Linked DNA regions of Mus musculus: region 2 is linked to region 1. A link is a contact called in public promoter capture Hi-C data. All regions are on one chromosome and are shown on one strand. Each heading gives the region's core, a stretch centred on a gene start, on an enhancer-like site or on the middle of the called end of the contact. The rest is flanking DNA. Distances are from core to core; before and after follow the strand shown.

Region 1 (2,700 bases), core at 152-2,651:
TTTTTTTTTTTTTTTTTTTTTTTGAGACAGTCTCCCTATGGTATAGACCAGACTGGCTTGGAATTTGGAGCAATCCACCAGTCTGTTTCCCAAGTACTGGGGTTAATTGCATGTACCATGTCTTACTCCAGGAATTTCATTTATTTGCTATTTTGGGAATGTGATTCAGGACCTTACACATAAGCTAGGCAAACATATTACCACTGAGCTACATCTCCAGCCAGAAAGCTTTTTGTTCATACTTTCCTTTTCCTTCTCTTTTCTTTTTTCTTTTTCTTTCTTTTTTCTTTCTTTCTTTCTTTCTTTCTTTCTTTCTTTCTTTCTTTCTTTCTTTCTTTCTTTTTTTTTTTTAAGACAGAGTTTCTCTGTGCAGCCCTGGCTGTCCTGGAACTCACTCTGTAGACCAGGCTGGCCTCAAACTCAGAAATCCGCCTGCCTCTGCCTCACATGTGCTGGGATTAAAGGCGTGCGCCACCACTGCCTGGCTTTTTTTTTTTTCCCCCATTTTTAAAACAGATTCTCACTTATGTGGTCCTGACTGTTCTGGAATTTAATGCAGAGACCAGTCTGGCCTTGAATTCACAAAGAATTGCCTGTCCCCCTACCCCGCAGATGTGTCTAGCCAGAAAGCTTTTGAAATGGCATTTTGAGCAGCAGTGAATGAATTTTCTGCAGTGGAGGGTGAAGGATAAAGCTAGGAATATTTGTTGGAGTCTGATGCTGGAAGACCTTCCCAGGACTCTCAGTTGCCCTATGGGAAATGACAGAATTAATAGCAGCATGGGTGGGGGTGGGGGGCATCAAACTACACTAAGGGATAAGAGGCCCAGTGATTTGTCCTAGGTCTTCTGGTAGGGACATGACAAAGCCAGCCCTGGCAGCTAGAGCACTGGCTCCTCCATATCTCACCTTTGTCTCAAGCAGCTGGGGTTCACACCCTAGGGGTGGGGCAGGCAGTCAGGAGTGATTGTTTTGTTAGAAGGTTTTACTGTGTGTGTGTATGTGTGTGTCCCAGAACAATGTCTCATCTTCTGTGTGTCTATGGGCACAAGGTTTGCCAAATCTAGAGAATGGGTAATAATAGAATAATTTGGGGTCAAAACTGGGGATCAGTGGTCAGGACAGAGCTCGGTTTTCTCGGTTAAATCCTGGAGTCTGCAGTCCAAAGAAGACCCTTGCTTGCGGGAATGTGAGTTCAGTTTAGGACACACGCATCCTGAGGTTTCTTTGAGACGCCTGTAGAAGAGGATCACAGCTGGGGTGAGGTGACAAGAGAATGTTCTCTCTCAGGTGGGAAGAGTAGGAGACAGTTTAGTCCATCCCGGAGGAGGGGGCGGAGACCGCTGCGTCCAGCGGCCCCTTTAATCGGGGGCGCGCGCTGGCCAGCCCGCGCGCTCTCGCCTCCGTCACCGGGCCGGAGCGGGAGCCGGAGCCGAGCCGAGGCCAGAGCGGGAGGAATGGAGCCCTCCCGCGCGCCCGTGCTGCGCCGCCTGCTGCCGCCGCTACTGCTCTTGCTGCTGCCACTGTACCCCCGCACCCGGGCCAAGTACGTGCGGGGCAACCTCAGCTCCAAAGAGGTGAGCACACCGAGCCATCTCCTAGCGTTCCCTGGCCCGCGGGACCCAAGAGGGGATGATGCCGCCCCGCCCCCTGCGCCCCTCCCGGGCCGGGGCGTGAGGAATGGGGGCCCGGACCAGGGAGAAGGCTGTGGGTTGGGGGTTGCATGGTGGCTGTCGAGGCCAGCCTGGGTGGGGAGGGTCGGTAGGCAGAGTCAGAGTTACGGGGAACAGAGCTGCACCATGGTGGTGCTGAAGGGACAGCACCCCTCACTCCACCAAGTGGAGGTTGCCTGGCCTGCTCAGGACCAGCAAGGAAGGTTTGGGAGATTGCCCAGGATGTCATGATGGCATGGTTTGTGGGACCACCTTGGGGCTGCTCTCTCTCTCTCTCTCTCTCTCTCTCTCTCTCTCTCTCTCTCTCTCTCTCTCTCTCTCTCTCTCTCTCTCTCTCTCTCTCTCAGCATGTGTGTGCATGTGTGTGTGTAACTGGGGGAATGCAGCTGAGAAAGAGTCCAGGACAGATGGTGGTGGGGATGTGCACCTGGCCATCCCTGGTCTTTTTCAGTGTGTCTGGAAGATGGGGAGGAGGAGGACGGGGGTGGGGGGGAAAGAAACTTGAGGGACATCTGAGGGAGAAAACCAGGGCAGCAGAAAATCGGACACACAGCAAAAGGATCTGGAAAGAATTCTGGAGGTGACTTAGCTGCTTTGTGGTGTTTGGGAAGCTAAGTGGCTTTGGGTAGAGAAGAAAAGTTGAGGGTCTGTGGGTAGGGTCAAGCTGAGTTCTTGAAGGACTCAGATCTCACTGGATTCTTTTTGCCAGGATTGGGTGTTCCTGACAAGATTTTGTTTCCTTTCGGATTATGGACGACTGGACTTCCGATTCCGATACCCCGAGGTGAGTCTCCCTAGCCACTCTCCTTAGCTGAGGCTGGACACTCCCTTGGCCCTCCTTGGCAAAAGCTCTCCAACTGCTATAAACACCCCAACCGCCAAATCTCTGGGTCTTCAGGCTAAGTGCTGTCAGAACATCCTCCTCTACTTTGACGACCCATCCCAGTGGCCAGCGGTGTACAAGGCAAGGGACAAGGTGAGAGCTGTGAAGAGTGGGTATGTGAGGGGTGTCCAGGGACAGAAGGCC
Region 2 (2,700 bases), core at 146-2,645, 290 kb after region 1:
AAAACTAACAATCAATGTTTTAAAATTTGTATTTTTAGGACCAACTGACATGGCAATGGATTAGTCTGCCACATTTTCTGTGTACTCCTCTGCTGGTGGCACATGGATCATCTCCATGCTTTGCCTACCGCAGAGAAAGGGTCCATGAGTGTGCATAACTGATTGAGCTCCTGTTAGGTCCTGAGGCTAAGCTCACAGCAGAGCACTGGGCTCCACAATCGTCCTGCCAGGAGCTTGTTATAGTGACCTTCCCTTAACATTGTAGGGAGGTGTGTCTCTGAGTTTTCAATTCTGTCCTAGCAGAGAACTAAGAGCCCAGGATCCGTGCACAGGATCAGGGAGCCATGGTGGTAGAGACAGTATAGAGGCCCAGAGAAGGGGACAGTGCAGCCACTGGCCACCCATTTCCATCCTGCCAGCCACCAGTGCAGGGGTGCAGGGGGCAGGGAGACTGGTCCAGTGATGGCCATCTTAAGAATGCCTTGACGGATTAAAACTGATAATGTTCTGGCATGTGTATCCATTAAAGTTCAACACATTTTCAAAGGTTATAACATAGTACATGTTACAGGTATGCCTTACAATCCCACAAGTCAGATAGTTCTAGAAAGGTCTAACCATACTTTAAAGGAGATATGCATGAGCAGAGGGGAGGTTATGAGATCTCCCAGAGAGAGATTACATAATGCTTCATTTACTTTACGTTTTTAAAATATTAATGAGACAGATGGCGCAGCTGCTGAAGATTTAGACATTTTAGAAAGGAGTGCTGAATTAAATTACCCTGTATACTTTAATGATACGTTGACCTCAGAATGGTAGTCAGGAAATATGTTGCATTGGCAAAGAAGATAAGCTTTTGCTTCAAGAGGAAGCAACAATCTATGGATTCTTTCAAAGTTAATAAAGATTAGACTTGACTGTGGGAGACCTTCTGAAAATCTTGGCTCCTGACATGAAAGATGTGAAGAAAGAGACCCAGAAAAACTACAAAACAGATGACATGAAGGACAGTCCCTGGTTTTGGGAACAGCTAAGAGACCAGCTGAGACACGCATGTCTCTGGAGAAGCCAATGAATTTGTTTGACTACCTGGTTCTCATCCTTTCATCTGTCATGGCGGGCGATTTATTCTACAGCTTGATGATATGTTCAAACAGACGTAGAAGATTGACAGATGCATTTCATCTGCTCAAACATAGAGCAAAGAAATTATCATTAGCTGATAATGTGTACACTGCACATTCCATGCATGTGTTAATACAGAAATGTCCTTACAATGTTACCTATAAAAGTTTATGTGCTTTCAGAGCCAACTGAAAAGACACCACTGAAGACAAAGCATCTAGCCCCAGGGGACCCAGCCTCACAGACTGCCTCAATTGCTGTTTCCTCAAAAATTGTATCCAGGACAGTTTCAAAGTGTCCAGCCTCATACAATGTCTCTGCCAGGACTTCAGTTACATCCCACACTTTCCTATCCCACAGAGCCTGAACAGCAAAGGAGACAGCCAAGTCTCCCAAGACTTGTCCAATATCACGGTTTTCTAGGATCCCCCCCACCTCAAAAAAAAAAAACTGTCGCCCCAGACTTCAGGAAGCAATTTTAAGAACATAACACCCTCATTCCCAAGAGGTGGTTAGTGGGTTTCGGTCATTCAGTGGGTTATGGATGTGTGTAGTCATTTAGTGGGATTGGTTTCAAGTTGTTACTCGTCATTATCAAGGAGGAAACAAAGGAAACCAGGGACGTCTTTCTATCTCCCCCATCCTTCTTCCCCTCCCACTAGTGTTAGGGGGGGAAGATGAGTAAATCAGGACATAAGGGGATGAAAAAGAACAAAGAAAGGCATGTTATTGTACCTCCTTTTAGACGAGTAAAGCAAAAGCCCTCAAACACTTTAGATTGATGGGGATTTTTGTATGATGATAAAAACTTAATGCTATATTCGCTATACCATACATTGTATATGATTCAACTCTTGTGTAAGTTATATGTGAGTATGCAACTCATTTGAAAATGTAAAGTTCTAGTTTTATGAAAACTACTATTGTAAAACTGTTAATGATAATTAAGAAATGGAAGTTAATAACCATCTATAAATAATCAAGCTTATAGTCATGTTGGGGACTAATTTACTTAGTTACAGAAATAAGCCTTATTTAACTTCCTGTATGTTTTCTTTTTTTCTTTTTCTTTTTCCCCCGAGACAGGGTTTCTCTTTGTAGCCCTGGCTGTCCTGGAACTCACTCTGTAGACCAGACTGGCCTCGAACTCAGAAATCTGTCTGCCTCTGCCTCCCGAGTGCTGGGATTAAAGGCATGCGCCACCACCACCTGGCCCTGTATATGTTTTCAATGTTAAGCAGAAAGTCAATAGCTAGAAACAAGCAATATTTGTCAGTCACAAAGCAAGATACAAGAAAACTGAAATAACCCCATGTATCCTATCAGACTACCATGGATTAAAGCTGGACTTCAACAACAAGAGATACAACAGAAACCCTACACACTCATGGAAATTGAACAACTCTCCAATCAATGACCAGTGGGTCAGAAAAGAAAAAAGAAGTTAAATACCTTCCAAAATACAATGAAAATGAAGGCACAACATAACCCAAACTTATGGGACAGCATTAAAGCAGTGCTAAGAGGAAAGTTCATAGCACTAAGAGTGCCCTCATAAAGAAATTAGGCAGT

The links. Promoter capture Hi-C pulls out the DNA fragments that hold promoters and counts their contacts.
Region 2: a promoter capture Hi-C map of pre-B cells shows a contact between it and region 1, with 2.0 times the contacts expected there. The contact joins the enhancer-like site here to the promoter of Tmem145 in region 1. A contact is called at or near these places in 15 of 39 promoter capture datasets (the 3T3-L1 cell line, 3T3-L1-derived adipocytes, the C10 cell line and 9 more), 5 of 484 Hi-C or Micro-C datasets (the N1E-115 cell line, cerebral cortex, embryonic stem cells and 1 more), 4 of 115 datasets of contacts at active chromatin or transcription factors (bone marrow-derived macrophages, embryonic stem cells and stem cell-derived neural progenitor cells) and 1 of 9 other capture datasets (macrophages).

Annotation. Positions count from the first base shown.
Region 1 is chr7:25,304,707-25,307,406 of GRCm38.p6, forward strand. It overlaps Tmem145 (transmembrane protein 145), which reads left to right and starts at 1,402. Exons shown (of 15, transcript NM_183311.2): 1 at 1,402-1,577; 2 at 2,383-2,457; 3 at 2,572-2,649. The coding sequence starts at 1,458.
Region 2 is chr7:25,593,211-25,595,910 of GRCm38.p6, forward strand. No RefSeq gene overlaps it. Among named protein-coding and RNA genes, the nearest start is that of Gm51473, 7.7 kb to the right of the region's middle. Within about 2 kb of position 1,396, at least 6 of the 459 cell types and tissues checked have an H3K27ac peak or open chromatin away from gene starts, as enhancers often do. A contact at or near this core is called in pre-B cells, where this site is marked.